2 separate regions of the Mus musculus genome follow, and region 1 is linked to region 2. The links are chromatin contacts, called in public Hi-C maps. All regions are on one chromosome and are shown on one strand. The core of a region is the stretch at or near the end of the contact, and the rest is flanking DNA. Distances in the headings are between cores, read along the strand shown.

Region 1 (4,522 bases), core at 1,393-3,892, 170 kb after region 2:
CAAAGAAAGAAATGAAGGAAGAGAGAGAGAATTATTCTAAATTTGTCTGTTTGTCTGTTTGTTTGAGACAAAAAAAAAAGTCTCTCATGTCAGTGGTTCTCAGCCTTCCTGATGCTGCACCCTTTACTACAGTTCCTCGTGCTGTGGTGACCTCCCAACCATAAAATCATTTTTGTTAGTACTTCATAACCATAATTTTACTGCTGTTGTGAATCATAATATAAACATCTGGTGTGTGACACCTGTGAAAGGGGGTCTCAACCCACAGGCTGAGAAACACTGCTCTACATAGTCATGGCTGTCCTGGAACTTGCTGTGTTAACCAGGTTGGCCTCCAAATCACAGAGATCCTACACCTCTGCCTCCGGAGTGCTGGAATTAAAGGCGTGCGCCACCGACCACAGCTCTTCCAAATTTCTAATTTTGTGTTAAGGCATAGTTTTTAAGAATTAACCCTCTCCAAGTTCTGCTTGATGCTGTATGTGTTTCCCTCACATGTCGATTCATTCATGTGTGGGTAGGCTCCTGAGAGCCAAGCAAATCATTCATCAAAAACATCCGTGTCGTATGTAACGCAACAACATGTACGCAGCACGTGACGGCAGCTCCACGACAGGCGGCAGACCTGCAGTTTGCTCAATATCGGCGAAGCAGGCCTGCAGTGTGCCCTGTCGTGAAATTCCGTGGCTGCTTTTATATCTTACAGTCTCCTATGTATACCTTGTGGAGAAGTATTTATAGGCAGTTTTGACACACCTGGAGCAATTAGGCCTGTCACAAGGTAAGACTGTAAGTCAAGTATGGCTTTCAGAAAGGGTGAAATGTAAACAGGAAAAGGTGTAATATAAGATGACACACAGGATATAGGTTGGCGGAACTAGAACTCATCCCAAGCTCGTGAGTTTCATAAGGATGCCTTGGAAGTTAGGCTTGGTAAGGAGCACAAGTTCAAAGTCAAGGCCATCACAGGGACCGTGAAGACTCGTACCAGAGTTTGAATCCCTCCGATTGGAGAGAGAATTGGCCCCACAAGCCGTTCGTTCTCGTCTCCCAACATGGTATGAGCACCCATGCACACGTAGCCCCAAATACATACAATATCCAACATTTGTAGATCTTTGTGATCAGTCTGGGAGGCGTCTGGCCACACAATTGGTGCATAATAAAAGCAGACAGACAGAAGCAACCTGACTCCGGGATAATGATGGGCAGCAAGAAGTTGTCCCACAGCAGACATCTGGGTAGCGTGAAGCCACATGTTTACTAATAAGATTTCCTGGCAGGCCGGGTGGCACACGCCTTTAATCCCAGTACTTGGGAGGCAGAGGCAGGCAGATTTCTGAGTTCGAGGCCAGCCTGGTCTACAGAGTGAGTTCCAGGACAGCCAGGGCTACACAGAGAAACCCTGTCTCAAAAAAACAAAACAAAACAAAACAAACAAACAAACAAAAAAGATTCCTTGACAGAAGAGAGTCCTGAACCCTGTGACTCACAGGCTGTGAAATCAGCGGGCTGCCCTCCAACTCTTCCATAATTTCACAGGGTTCATTGTAAAGAAAGTCTGTCTTCAGGTTTGCTGCTGTATCAGAGGCCCACCAGTCACCACAGAAATAATAAAAACATTACCAGGGGCTGGAGAGATGGCTCAGCAGTTAAGAGCACTGGCTGCTTTTCCGAAGGTCCTGAGTTCAAATCCCAGAAACCACATGGTGGCTCACAACCACCCATAATGAGATCTGATGCTCTCTTCTGGGGTGTCTGAAAACAGTTACAGTGTACTTACATATAATAAATAAATAAATCTTTGGGGAAAAAAATTACCCAGAAGTCCAGAAAGTGGAAAACTCTATCTCAAGGAGAAATGAAATGTATCCCGAATACATAGAGATAAAGAATGACCATCACGGCTGCTGTCTGTCCTCAGACAGAAAAATCATCTCTACAGTCAGCCATGGCAGTGAACACCCTTCATCCCAGCACTGGAAAATAGAGGCCATAGGATCTCTGTGAGTTCAAGGCCAGCCTGTTCTTCATAGTGAATTACTGAAAAGTCAGAGCATAATACTACACGATAGATAGTATATAATTAACTATTAGTTAATTAATTACATTATAGACTGTGTCTATTATAATTATAGACAGATATAAAGAGATAGGCATAGCTAGATAGAGATAAGTATAGATATATCTATAATTATAGATAAATAATATAAACACATATAACATAAATATAACATAAGACACATGTGTGTTTTAAATATTATATGTGTGTGATTTACAATAAAGGACTTCCAAAACCAAAATGACAATTGAACAATTGTATAGTGAAAACCTTGATAAATATTTTGCAAAAAGAATGAAATATAGAAACTTAAGATGGCCACATGTATCTTGGTAAGCTTCTCCACAAACTGACTTGAGTATACTTAAATGCTACAAAAAAAAAAAAAAATATATATATATATATATATATATATGTATATACCTAGTGGATCCCCACCATGTACCCAGTGGATCCCCACCATCTAGGATTTGGCCTTTGAGATCCAAAATTAGCTACTAATTCTCCCAGAACTAATCAGGATGCAGAGGACTGATTGGCACGTGCACAGCAGATGTGCTTGCTCCTGTGCTTCTAGCGCCACCTCCTGGGAAGCAGGCGCATTTACCTTCTATTCGAAGGGATAGAAACATCTGCAACCCTATAGGTGGAACAACAATATGAACTAACCAATACCCCTCCAGAGCTCGTGTCTCTAGCTGCATATGTATCAGAAGATGACCTAGTCGGCCATCAGTGGAAAGAGAGGCCCATTGGTCGTGCAAACTTTATATGCCTCAGTACAGGGGAACGCCAGGGCCAAGAAGTGGGAGTGGGTGGGTAGGGGAGCGAGTGGGGGACTTTTGGGATAGCATTGGAAATGTAATTGAAATAAATACCCAATAAAAAAATATGGAAATAAAAAAGAAACCTAAGACTAAGAGTTGTGAAAAGGAAGGCAGGGTTGGCTCTCCCAAGAAGGAATAGGAAGCCTGGGGGTGGGGGGCAATATACAGAGGAAAAAACAAAAAACAAAACAGTCAAAATGGCACAGGACTGGGCAGGCAGAACTCATAGACCCTGGCACTCACTGGGCCAGTCTAGACTAGTCAAGTCCAGGCCAGTAAGAGACACTGCCTCAAAAGGGAACATGGGTAGGGCATGGTGGTCTACACCTTTGGTCCTAGCATGAGAGGAAGAGGCTAGCCTGGTATAGAGAGACCCTGTCTCAAAAACCAAACAAGACAAACATTTTACCATAGCTGAGACCATAAAAAAGCCTCAGCTGTGTCCTATGGTAGAGGAAACTTAGCCAACATGGAATGCTACTGAATCCAGTTTTATATGGGTTCCGAAGGCTTGAACTCAGGACCTCTCTAAACCATCTCCCCAACTTAGAATTTTTGTTTAAGTACTTTTATGGGTTGTGTTTGTTTTAGAGACAAGATCTCTGTCTGTCTGTCTGTCTGTCTGTCTGTCTTATTTGTTTTGGTTGAAACAGGGTCTCTCTGCATAGCCCTCGATGTCCTGGAACTCCCAGAGTTCCTGCCTCTCTGCCTGCTGAGTGCTGGGATTAAAGATGTGTGCCACCACAATCAGCACACTTGAACTTTTGATCCTCCTGCCTCCACCTCCTATGTGCTGGTACGATGTAGAATGCCCCATGTAGTTAGTTGTTTGCGGTTCTAGGGAATTAAGCACAGCGTTTCTTATGTCCTTTGGAAGCACTCTGCCAATAGAGCTACAGCCCACCCCTTTTGTCCATGTTACGTTGTTTTAGATGCAGCATTTGGCAACCAATTCTGTATTCTGATCAGGGAACCCAACAGCTCATTCCCATCCTTGGGATCCAGGCTCCCATCTTTTCTACAAATTGAAAGAAAGGCTGAGAGAATCGAACCAGTGTCATGAGGACAGCGTATCCAAAGCGTTGGTCTTGGTTGTAACCACCTTTGTCTTCTCCAATCTCTTCCCAGGAGTCATTGCTCCAGTGGAAGGAACTGCCTTCGACCTGAGAAAGCCAGTGGAGCTTGGAACACACCTGCAGGATTACCACATCCATGGTTTCGACCATAATTTCTGTCTGAAGGAGTCAAAAGAAAAGAAGTTTTGTGCAAGGTTGGGACTTGGTTCTTAGTGTCTCTCCATGGGAGGAGAAACTGCAGGTCTTATTTTGAGGAGCATTCCCTGTGGCGGTTTCAATAGCGCCTAACGGGAACAGAGGTCAAATGCCACACCCCATTGTAGGCTCCGTCCTCCCCCAACCTCACATCCTTCCTGTCACCTTACCCAGAATGCTCCCTGGCTTTTCATCTCTGCTTAGACTATAAGCCCCTTTTCTCTAATTCTCTGAGGCCCAAATCTCCTGTTCTGGTCCCCCTGCCTTCTCTAAACTCCAGAGCCCTTGGTCCTTTCCTCCTGTACCTTTCCTCCTTGGAGCTCTGGGAACAGGGGCCTCTTAGGCTCCCCTGCTCAGGAAAC
Region 2 (4,063 bases), core at 1,399-3,898:
CTTTCCTGCTAACAGTTGACCGGAGAGCTATTGTTTTTATTGTTCTGTGTTTTACGGGGACTGCGGTTCTGTGCGTTGGCCTGAACTGGAAAGTGCCATCAGATAATGGTGGAGAGGAACCAAAGGTTAATAGATAGAAGGGGGGGGAGGGGGCAAAAGAAGCATTTTAGAGGAGTCCGCAGATTGTTATTTACATGTAAAGTGCCTGCTCTTCTCTGCTGTGGTCATGAGAGTGACCTTGCCTTTGTACTGTTGGTCTTTGTGACCATGCCCATCTCTGTTTCATCCTCTAAACACCTGGCCTGGCGTCTGGCACACAAACCACTGACCCATCTTCTCAGAAATGCTTCCTCTTCTTGCTTTCAGTAAGGTCCAGCGTGTCCACCTCCACTCCTCAAAGCTGTCTCTTTCCATGAGGTCAGCCAGGGACGACTCCCTGTCCCTAGAGAAATACAGTATGAACAGGAAAAGCCTTTGAAGAAGAAAATTAAGGGAAAAGCTGATGGATGGTGATAGAGTGCTTCCCTGCTGGTGAAGTGAGCCCATTCTAGCCAGCCTGGATTACATTTTAAAGGCAGTTGTACTTGGAGGCTGCTCTAGGGTGGGTGAGTTCACTGGCCCGAAGGTCAGGGAAGTTGCTATGGGAAGGGAGGGGAGGTAGGAAAAGAGAAAAAGAAAGAGCGAGCAGGCAAAGAGAGAGGGGAGAGAGAGAGGAGAGAGGAGAGAGAGAGAGAGAATGGAGGAAACCAAGTCTCTGGATTATATAGAGAAGAACATCTTGGGGAAGGGCGGCCTAGCCCCTGCGCTGGAAAGTTCAGGGTTAGGGGCAGGGTATGCCAGGCATCGAGTGAGGGATGCTGGGAGGCCAGGTCTGCTGTGATGTGCAAAAATATGCACCTCAGTCCCTTGTCCCAGGGTCTGAAACCAAACACACACGCGAGATGTGACCAGTCCTGTGAGAGGCCTAAACAGAAATATACTCCTAGAACATGAAACATGGTCTTTCTTGTACAAAGGAAGAAAGATCAGTATCTCTAGGAGATACTGTACACCATCGATTTGCCAAATTACTTATGCTTGGCTTGGTTTGGTTTGGTTTGGTTTGGTTTGGTTTGGTTTTGGGGTTTTTTATGACAGGGTTTCTCCATGTAGCCCTGGCTGGCCTGGAGCTTGTGCTATAGACTGGCCTCCGACTCAGAGAGCAGCTTGTCTCTGCCTAGGACTAAAAGAAAGGTATTAAAGGAGACACTACTATGAAGCTGTCAGACTCCTTTAATACATGCCTGGTCTGAGAGGCAGAGCAACAAACACACAGCATTCACTCACACAGACACACACACACACACACACACACACACACACACACACACACAGACACACAGCATTCATTCACACAGACACACAGACACACAGACACACACAGACACACACACAAACTGTTAAGGCTCAAACCCCACACAAGTAGCTACCATACTTATTAACACACTTCAAAGCTGATGCTGGCCCCCAGGTTCTCCCAGCATCCCTTGGTCCCGACCTGTTATAGTTATAGTATCCTCCTGCCTAGCATACCTGTCCCTCTATCCCGAACTCCCGGCTTCCCTCTGGATAGTTCCTTTGGCACCTATATAACTCAGCCATTTTGGCTACACCAGTCTCTTGGCCAGACTCTTACCGCAGGCCACCCGTCTTGCTCCTTTTCCCCTCCCCCTATCCTCGCATGGCCTGTTCACTCTGGAGTTTGCCAGATGTCTCTACCTTTGGCTGTTTATTTCCTTTTATTTCTAGCTTATATTTCCAGTCATGTTCTCCTTTTATTTCTTTTTTTTTTAAATTCAAACATAATAAAGATCAAATTTTAAAATAATAAAGATCAATATTTACACAATAATAGCAACAGTGACAGGAGCTTGGAGCAGCCTCTTCTCTATGCTATGCTGCATGGAAGGTCAGCTAGTGTCTTCTTCAAAAGAATGGTTTGGGTTTTGTTTCTCTTTTCGCAGGTAAAAACCCACAATGGGGCTTAGTTGAAACATTGTAAATTTTCCCTGATAACAGATGTGATTTTGAAATGCTCACCTCTTCTCTGGAAGGTTGCCAAGGTTCTGCCACAGGTGGCCTCGGATTTTGTCTGTTCTATGTTCTGTGACCTGCTGTTTTTTTCCCCAAGCTCCTCAGACACATCAAAGAGAATGGCTGCCCAAACTGAGGCTGCCGGCTGAAGAATAGAATCAGATCTCTGAAGAACTGGAAGAACAAGCCAAAACCCTGGGAGAGAGGTCAGGATTGAAGTCCCTGATCCTCCAGTGGCCAGTGACATTTGAGATCATCCAGGCCAACCTCTGCATTTCACAGATGAAGAAATGGAGGCCCTGTCACCTCTCACCTTAGTGAAAACCCTAAACCCAGAAATCACAGCCCTGCTCTCCAGAAAGACTGCGGATTAATGTCGGGCACTTGAAACGTCTTTGTTTCTATATGTTTCCTCATTCCTGGTCTCAAGACCTCAGGGAAGGAACCCCCTGTGGTTGTTTATTATTCCGTTGGTATCTGAGCTGAAAATAGAAACCTAGGCCCTATGTCTCCCAGCTCCTCACTCTAACAGTCAACAGAACACTTCCTATGCTTTGCAAATGACTGTCAGCAGGCATTTAGGAAGTTGGCGCTTTGCCAGGTGTTAGTGTTACACACACTGGAGTTTCAATGGCTGAGAGCCAGCGTTTAATACCACAGAAAAAGCTAGCATAATAGTTCTCAAACTATCACATACTCAGTCGGAGGGCAGGGGGGAGTGTGGCACATATCTGTAGTCCGAGCTGAGGCTGAGGCAGGAGGCTAACCTGTACTACATACAGAGCAAGTTCCAGGGCCATTATGAATTGCGTGGAAAGACTTTGTCTTTAAAAGCAAAATAAAATACTTAAAACATATCATTCTTCAATGGCTAGTGTAATGAGGAACGAAAGAAAACATGAAGTATTACTAAGCAGGCCTCAGGTAGTCCATGAACTTATTCTCAAGTTTAGTACTGGTCTCAGTCATGGATGTAGAGTCCAATGCTCGAGTTTGTGAGCACGATAGCATCGAATTCCGGTTTTAGTTTATGGAGAACTTTGGTCCAGTATAATACACATAATCTGAGGTGCTTAATGACTCCTTATCCCCCCAACCACCTCCCTTTTCATGGGAAGTTCCCAATATCAGAATCCATAGTTACAGAGAACGGATGTGGCGCTATGCAGAGGCCTCGGTAAGGAACATGAGGTCCCTTCTGGCCCTCTCTCCTCGGGTTTGGAAATAACTAAATGAGTCCGTTTCCACATTAGATAGCGCGGTGCACACAAGCACTGGAAGTAGAACCCTAGCTAAGATCAGTCCCAGGAGAATGGAATGAAGAGGCGACCTGCAGCACTGAGTTTATGGGTAAAAGGCCCAGGACAAAAGGAGGCAGAGAGAGAGCCTGTAGGTTTTGTGCGCGGCCACCTTGAATATTGAAGAAACTGCAAGATGCACAAGGGAAAGCTAAGGAGGAAGAGAACAGTTCCAAAGAGCACTCTGCAGAGACGGGGGTGGGGGTGGGGGGGGTTGGCTCCTGATCAGCAGTGAGCCCTGTTCAATTGTTAGAAGCCTCGCTGTCCCCTTAGGCGCTGCGCAGTTCTCCGCGCATCCCCGGGGAAGCTGTACTTTCTGTGTAGGTCATTACATAACAAGGCTTATTTGTGGGAGGATGTGGTACAGGTCCTTGGAGAGAGAAGAGAGCTCGACCTCAGACAGAAATATGTCCTCTGAAATTCGAGTTGCTTTCTGCTAATTCCCGTGGAGACTGGTGTCAGGTAACGGAGGACAACCTCATAAACACTGTCCCATCTGTCTGGTCCGCTATGCGGCAGCACTTGGGAGCGCTCGTTTCAGGCCTTGAAGTCAAACCTTTGTATAGCAACCTTGAATAGAAAGGCAGCGGGAAGGTCTATAATACAGTGGGAAAGGTGTTCTCTATCCCTGCGGCTTGGAGCTTTGGGTTTAGACACCCACAGGAGTTGTTTAAAAACACTCGTGCGTTTTG

The links. A called contact is a pair of places that touch in the nucleus more often than the background predicts.
Region 1: a contact with region 2 is called in a Hi-C map of bone marrow-derived macrophages, with 72 read pairs. The contact joins two enhancer-like sites. A contact is called at or near these places in 1 of 39 promoter capture datasets (embryonic stem cells), 10 of 15 datasets of contacts at CTCF or cohesin (CD8 T cells, the G1E-ER4 cell line, the NIH/3T3 cell line and 4 more), 82 of 484 Hi-C or Micro-C datasets (the Ba/F3 cell line, the C2C12 cell line, CD4 T cells and 43 more), 22 of 115 datasets of contacts at active chromatin or transcription factors (CD8 T cells, T-cell acute lymphoblastic leukemia, bone marrow-derived macrophages and 9 more) and 1 of 9 other capture datasets (embryonic stem cells).

What each region holds. Positions count from the first base shown.
Region 1 is chr17:80,177,544-80,182,065 of GRCm38.p6, forward strand. It overlaps Galm (galactose mutarotase), which reads left to right. Exons shown (of 7, transcript NM_176963.4): 5 at 4,018-4,159. Among named protein-coding and RNA genes, the nearest start is that of Gm51284, 15 kb to the right of the region's middle. Within about 2 kb of position 2,643, at least 1 of the 459 cell types and tissues checked has an H3K27ac peak or open chromatin away from gene starts, as enhancers often do. A contact at or near this core is called in bone marrow-derived macrophages, where this site is marked.
Region 2 is chr17:80,006,368-80,010,430 of GRCm38.p6, forward strand. No RefSeq gene overlaps it. Among named protein-coding and RNA genes, the nearest start is that of Gm22215, 25 kb to the right of the region's middle. Within about 2 kb of position 2,649, at least 44 of the 459 cell types and tissues checked have an H3K27ac peak or open chromatin away from gene starts, as enhancers often do. A contact at or near this core is called in bone marrow-derived macrophages, where this site is marked.